Regions from separate parts of the Rattus norvegicus genome. Here region 2 is linked to region 1. Evidence: chromatin contacts called from public Hi-C data. All regions are on one chromosome and are shown on one strand. The core of a region is the stretch at or near the end of the contact, and the rest is flanking DNA. Distances in the headings are between cores, read along the strand shown.

Region 1 (3,715 bases), core at 615-3,114:
TGTAATAATGCTCAGCCTGTAAAAAGGTATCAGTGGAAAACTCCTCCACAGGGAATATTAAACAGTCCAACTCTATGTCAGTAGTTTGTGCAACGACCACAAGAAACAGTTTGTGGATACTGGATTCCTTCAATCCAGTATTTATCAATACATGGATGATATTTTGCTGGCCAATTCTGATGCAGATACTTTAGAGAAAATGTTTGATGGAACAAAAATAATTTTTTCTTGATGGGGTTTGCAGATTGCTTCTGAATAAAAATTCAGAGAGGAGATTCTATTAACTATGTGGGTTATAAAATTAGTCAACAAAAAATTCCACCACAGAAGGTACAGATCAGAAGAGATCAGTGGCGACTCTTAACGATTTTCAAAAATTAATGGGAGCTATTAATTGGCTATGGCCCACCATTGGATTAACTACTCAAGAGTTAAACTTTTTTTTCAATTGTTACAAGGAAATTTGTACTTAAACAGTCCAACAAGATGGTTATCAATTGAAGGAGAGAGAGAGAGAGAGAGAGAGAGAGAGAGAGAGAGAGAAAGAGAGAGAGAGAGAGCGCTAACTGTGGTAGAACAGAAACTGTGTTTGGTTAATTTGCCTTCAACTCCTCACTTCCCTACTGGGCTCATTATGCAAAGAGAAGATAGTATTTTTAGAATGAGCCTCCATAGCACATAAACTAAAAAATTAAATATTTACATAGAAATGGTTTTTTATTTAATTTTAAAAGGAAGAATAAGAGTATGCCATTTACTAGGAACAGACCCAGCAGAAATCATAGGACCTCATACTAATGCTGAGACTATGTCATTATAGATGAGCAAAGATGACTGGCAAAGAACTCATAGCAACTATTTGGGATAAATTAATGAAAAATATCCTAAAATTAACCATCTGCAGTCTATGAAATGAACTAATTGGATTCTCTCACATACATCAGAAAAATAATCAAAGTACTTCAAAGCCCATATACTTCAGCTCAAAAATCAGAGTTGTATGCAATTCTTATGGTATTATTAGATTTTACCGAACCTCTTAATACAATTTCTGACTTTCAATATGCAGAAAGAGTTGTTTTGCATATAGAGACTGCTGATTGTAGTCCCTAAGTGGCATGCTGCAAAAGTCATCAAAATGGAGGCTCCTGCCAAAATGTCCCTATCTCTGGAACACTGTCCCACCTCAGCATTGTGTAGTTCGAGGACACCCTCCCATCCAAGCTGAAACCCGGGACACGGAGAAGGATGTGTTAGCATCAGAATGGAAGTCAGTGAATGTTCTGCCTTGCAGATGCAGATTTGTTTATATTTCCATAGGCGACGGAAAGTTGTAGATGCCATCAAAACTAATGACGCTCAGAGTTGAGCAGGGGAGATCTTCTGAAAACCTTGGCCACTGACTCAGAAGGAGACAAGAGAGCCTCACCAGTCACTGCCTTCCCTGTCAGGCAGAAAAGTGTGGGCAAGAAACAGTCCAGGAGCCTAAAAGGTTCAGGAAGCAACACTCAAGTACCTGGAAGGGAAGCATCGCTGTTAGGTTCTTACCTCAGTTGTGGATGTGTGTCTGAAAGACCAACAGAAAGATCGCATCCGATGCGAGAGAACCCTGGAAAAGACATGGAGAAGCAAAAATCACAACAGTAGTGTGGCTACAGGGAGCACCCAGGGCAGCTTCAAAACTGCATAATTGGTTGCTAAAACAAATGGGGGTGGAATGTAGGGTGATTTATTTTGTGTGCCTGGCCCTTTAAAGGATCCCTGGTTGCTAGTCAACTGGCCTTTCTGAAAGCTTAGCTGGTCTAACTGCTTGACCCTGTGACCTTCAGTGTTGGCTGCCTCTTGGACTACTGGGAAAGCAGAAGCTATAAACAAGCCAGCTGAGGCTGAGAGGAGGGGGTAGGGTTCAGCTCTCAGCTGGTGTCAGGGTGTTAGAGAAGATGGTTGGTGCTGGAAGGAAGAAGATTGAGTAGGGCAAAGAAGAGATTGAGCAGAGAGAAACACGGAGACAGCAATCCTCACTCAGGAGAAGCTGAGCTGAGCCAGAGAAGATATGGTTCGGAGACAGAAGAACGGTTCAGAGAACCTACTAGGCAGCGGGCGATGGGGGTGGGGGAGACAGAAAGCTACACTGTTGTAGCGGCGGACACCTTTAATCTCACCACTTGGAGGAGAGGCAGGCAGATCGCTATGAGTTTGAGCACAACTTGCTCTACATAGTGAGTTCCCGAATAGCCAGGCCTACAGAGTGAGACCCTGTTCCAAAACAAAACAACGCAACAAATGGGCAAAAGAATGGAAAGACAGCTCAGTGGCAAACATGATGAAGTAGCAGTTCCAGCACTCCGTGTATAAACTGACAACATGACAGAGTGTGGTATGTTTAAGGGGAAGGTTTTTATTGTAGATACGAGAGAACAGCCAGAGGCATCTGGAAGAGTGACGGAGGGAGGGGGAGCATGGGCTGGGGTAGCTGGGGGGGGCGAGGGGGACGTGGAGGGGGGTCGAAGTGTCAGAAACACAGGCCAGGCCTAGTGTCACGCTCTCTTCCTGCTGCCTGTAGGCCCAGATGTAAACCTCTTGGCTACCTCTCCAGCACCCTGCCTACCTGCAGCCGCCAAGCTTCCAACCCTATAATAATGGATGAACCTCTGAAACCATAAGCCAGCCACAGTTAAATGTTTTCCTTTGTAAGACTTTCCTTGATCATAGTGTTTCTTCGCAGCAATAGAATCCCTAAGAGACAGGGGATAGAGAATAGAGAAAAGAAAGAAAGAAAGAAAAGGAAAGAAAGAAAGGAAGAAAGAAAGAAAGAAAGAAAGAAAGAAAGAAAGAAAGAAAGAAAGAAAGTGGCCTAGCAGAGAGAGAGGGTGTGGTGGTTTGAGTGAAAATGGCCCCATTGACCCATAGGGACTGGCACTATTAGGAGGTGTGGCCTTATTGGAGGGGGTGTGGTCTTTTGGAGGGGTGTGGCCTTATTGGAGGGGGTGTGGTCTTGTTGGAGGGGTGTGGCCTTATTGGAGGAGGAGGAGTGGCCTTGTTGGAGGAGGTGTGGTCTTGTTAGAGGGGGTGTGGCCTTATTGGAGGAGGTGTGGTCTTGTTGGAGGGGTGTGGCCTTATTGGAGGAGGTGTGGTCTTGTTGGAGGAGGTGTGGTCTTGTTGGAGGAGGTATGGTCTTGTTGGAGGGGGTGTAGCTTTGTTGAGGGAGTGTGACTTTGAGGTCTCAGAAGCTCAAGCCAGTTCCCTCCCTACCTATCGAGATGGAGAACTCTCAGCTCCTTCTCTAGCACCATGTCTGCCTGCACACTGCCACCCTTCCTGTATGACAATAATAATTAAGTCTCATAAAGTGTAAGGTAGCCCCAGTTAAATGTTTTCCTTATAGGAATTGCTGTAGTCATGGTGTCTCCTCATAGACATAGCAACCCTAAGTAAGACAGAGTATAGCCCCAAAATAGCAGGGTTATAAGGAGGATGACAAACTTGGGCAAAGGAAGCCTGTGAGTTTGAGGGAGTCTAGGGTAGGGAGGAGGTGAGAAGAATTAACCTGGACTCTGAAATGTGTAACAGGCACTGTGATACTGAGGGGGCTGCAGCCAGCATGTGTATGGTAATAGGCACCACAGACAGCCATTTGTCCCTTCTGAAAGAGGTAAGGGAAATGACACTTTTTGTTAGAGGGACCTGGCTCCACAGGTTCCTGAAGAACTTTGCT
Region 2 (3,715 bases), core at 467-2,966, 38 kb after region 1:
CTCCGGCTCAGCCAGGAACCCACGCCGCTCGGTCTGGGAACTCCTGGTTCAGCCCCTGCTACATCTGACCAGGATCCGCAGAGGTGCCGCTGCCTATGGACCCCACTCCTCCCAGTCCCGCGCTGTGCGATACCTGCTCTTTCTCCTGCCCCACCATGCTGCCGTCGCAGCCCCTGGGGCTCCGTGTATTTCTCTCAGCCGCCGACCCGCCCGACCGAACCGGATCCGCAACTTCGCAGCCCAGCCCGGGGCGGGGAGTCCCGGGACACGTCACGGGAGGCGGGGAGAGGGCGGCTGCGAGCAGGGACAGACTCTGCTGCCAAACCACGGATCGGGTCGGCTTGGGGGACACGAAAGACCCAGACTTGGAAGGCAGAGAAACGAAGGAAGCAGAGTAGGGCACACGATAGATATCAGCCATGGGACAAACATAGATTCTGAGAGGCGGAGACTGAGAGAAAGACCCAAAAAGAGGCAGAGACAGAAACTAAGAGAGGGACCCAGCCCAGAGAAAGAAAAAAGAGGGCAGAGACCGAGAGAGAGAGAGAGAGAGAGAGAGAGAGAGAGAGAGAGAGAGAGAGAGAGAGAGAGAGAGAGAGAGAGAGAGAGAGGACAGAGAGAGAGACAGCTAGAAATGCAAAGTGATAGAGCGACAGAGTCCCAGAATCAGAGAGAAGAGACAGAAAAACAGAATCACACACGGAGACAGAGACACACACGCAGAGAGAGAAAGAGACAGAGACACTCGCACACACACAACATACACCGAGAGGCAGAGAGAGAGACACACAGAGAGAGAGACACACACAGAGAGAAAGAGACAGAGAGACAGAGACTCATACACACACACAATACACACAAAGAGAGAGGCAGACAGAAAGACAGGCACACACGAATCACCCACAACACACACACACACAGACACACACACAGAGAAAGGGGGAGAGAGAGAGAGAGAGACCAGTAGAGAGAGATTAGGGAAGACACAGTAGGAGAGAAGGGTAGAACCCTGAGGAGAAGAAGGGACCCTCAGAACAATGACTATAATGGGGGGAGGGGCTTGTCTCATAAAGGACAAAAACCCAAAGAGTGTGGATATACTGACAAGTGTGGGGTGGGTGACACTGGGCCTCCAAGAAGGCATTGACACCTGTCTCCAGCCAAGTCCCTCTGGTGGGGACAGCTGGGGCCTAGTAACCTGAGCCCCCAGCACCTCCCCCTGTTGTATTTATAGCCCTGGTCTGGTCCCCTGCCCCCAGATCTGAGTGCCAGGGAGAGGAGGTCATGGGGTGTTGGGGACAGGATTCTTTCACTGTCTTCCACAGTTTCTGCATGACACCACTGCCACACCGAATGTCTCATTCTGCCCGCTTTCTTCCCAGTGTTTACCGTGCAGCAGGCTCTGCTTCTGCACACCCCTCCTTTCCCAGCACCCCAGACTTTTCCAGCAAGACACTCTAAAAGTCTAGCCTTTGTGCCAAAGATGCCAAACTTGAGCTTGCCATGTCCCTGCCCCCCTCCTGGACATGAAGACCCCTCCACCACCCAGTCCTGAGCCAGAGGAACAGGAGGGGAGGGGCAGGCAGGGAGTGACCAGAATAACTTAGACTCTGGATAAATTTAGCCACAAGAAGGGGAGGGGACAGACCCCATTGGCCCAGCAGTGGGGAAGGGAGGTCCTGGAACCAGGGTCACAGCTCCAAAGGGGACATCCTCAGAGGGTCATCCAAGACCTAAGGAAGATAGAGAAGCAGAGTGGAAGCCGTACCACAAAAAAGAGACAATCTGAAAGTCAAAGCCAAAAAAGGCACAAGGACCCATCAGAGGCAGCTGAAGCCAGCCTGGTTAGACGCTCAGCTGCTAAACGAACGTCCCCATGGGCTTCCAGGAGCCATGGTTGTACAGTTGTCTCCTTTGGGCCACAGTGGCCATCCTGCTGGTCCCTCCAGTGGTGACCCAGGAGCTGAGAGGGACTGGGCTGGGCCTCGGCAACTGGAACAACAACGCAGGTATCCCTGGGTCCTCAGAGGACCTATCAACTGAGTATGGTCACCACATCCACAGCCACGGGGCCTATCAAGGTGAGAAGGACAGACACCACAGAGAAGAAGATGAAGACTTCTCCAGGGAATATGGCCACCAAGTCCAAGACCACAGGTACCCTGGCCATGAAGTTGGGGAGGAGAATGTCTCAGAAGAGGTCTTCAGAGGGCATGTTAGACAGCTCCATGGGCACCACAAACCTAACAGTGAAGATTTAGGGGACTCAGCAGAGAGCCACTTCCCCAGACAGCAGAGCCACAACCGTGAAGAAGAGGACGGCGTTGTCTCCGGTGAGGATCACCGTCACATCCCCAGGCATGACCACCATGGCAACGAAGAGGAGGATGATGATGGAGAGGAGGAGGAGAGGGTGGGAGTGATGGAGAACTCTGATGATAAGCACCAGGCCCACGGCCACCACAGCCACTCAAAAGAAAGAGATGGACTCCATCATGCCCACAGCCACAGGCACCAAGGGCACCATGATGAAGATGATGATGATGAAGATGGTGTCTCCACTGAGGGTGAACACCAAGCTCACAGATATCAAGACCATGATGAGGAAGACGATGATGACTCAGATGAAGAGAGTCATGCCCACAGACTTCAAGGCCAAGAAGATGAAAATGATGATGAAGATGGTGACTCCAGTGAAAATGGACACCAGACCCAGGACCACCAAGGCCATAAAGAACAAGATGATGATGACGATGAAGAAGAAGAAGAAGAAGAAGAAGAAGAAGAAGAAGAAGAAGAAGAAGAAGAAGAAGAAGAAGAAGACGATGACGACGACTCCACTGAGCACAGGCACAGGCACCAGACCCAAGGCCACAGGAAGGGAAAAGATGAGGATGAGTCAGATGAAGATGATCATGTCACCCGGCATGGCCGCCGAGGCCATGAAGATGAAGATGATGACGATGACGATGACGATGACGATGATGACGACAATGATGGTGGCTCTACTGAGAATGTGCACCAAGCCCACAGACACAGAGGCCATGAGCACGAAGACGATGGGGATGACTCAGAAGAAGACTACCATCATGTCCCCAGCCATGGTCACCAAAGCCATCAAAATGAGGAAGAGGAAGATGAGGCTGTCTCCACTGAACACTGGCACCAGTCTCCTAGACATGCTCACCATGATCTTGGACGTGAGAATCAAGAAGAGGCAACAGTCAAGTACAGCCGCCATGTTGCAAGCCATCGACCCCAAGGCCACAGTGCGGAGGAGGACTCTCTAGAAGACTCTACCAATGAAGTCCCTGGACATCACCACCACAGAGTCTCCAGGGATGGCGACGAAGACATTTCTACTGAGTTTGGCCACAAGGCCCCCAGACACAGGCTACAAGATCAAGATGAATGGACCAGGCAGGGTCACGGAAAATCTGTCCAGGAAGACATTGGTCATCAGCCCCTGCAGCCCACAGGTCCTGGTTCTGGAGAATCAAGGAAGGAAGATGACCACAGCTCTCAAGAGGGAGATGAGGACTTAAAGCAGAGACAAGAAGCCCACAGTGAGGAGGAGGAGGAGGAAGAGGAGGGCCATGGCCTCCCCATGAGCCTGGAAGATGAAGAGGAGGAAGAAAAAGATAAGAAAGAGAGCAAGGGAGACAGGGCTGCAGTTTCGGCTCCACTGAGTCATCACAGGAAGCATGATGATGAT

Evidence for each region. A called contact is a pair of places that touch in the nucleus more often than the background predicts.
Region 2: a contact with region 1 is called in a Hi-C map of psoas muscle, with 2.1 times the contacts expected there. The contact joins the promoter of Hrc here to the enhancer-like site in region 1. A contact is called at or near these places in 9 of 12 Hi-C or Micro-C datasets (the A7r5 cell line, the Rat2 cell line, Schwann cells and 6 more).

The regions. Positions count from the first base shown.
Region 1 is chr1:104,909,882-104,913,596 of GRCr8, forward strand. No RefSeq gene overlaps it. Among named protein-coding and RNA genes, the nearest start is that of Slc6a21, 19 kb to the left of the region's middle. Within about 2 kb of position 1,865, at least 2 of the 93 cell types and tissues checked have an H3K27ac peak or open chromatin away from gene starts, as enhancers often do.
Region 2 is chr1:104,948,034-104,951,748 of GRCr8, forward strand. It overlaps Hrc (histidine rich calcium binding protein), which reads left to right and starts at 1,717. Exons shown (of 6, transcript NM_181369.3): 1 at 1,717-3,715. The coding sequence starts at 1,877. Trpm4 (transient receptor potential cation channel, subfamily M, member 4) reads right to left here and starts at 203. Exons shown (of 25, transcript NM_001136229.1): 1 at 134-203. The coding sequence starts at 157.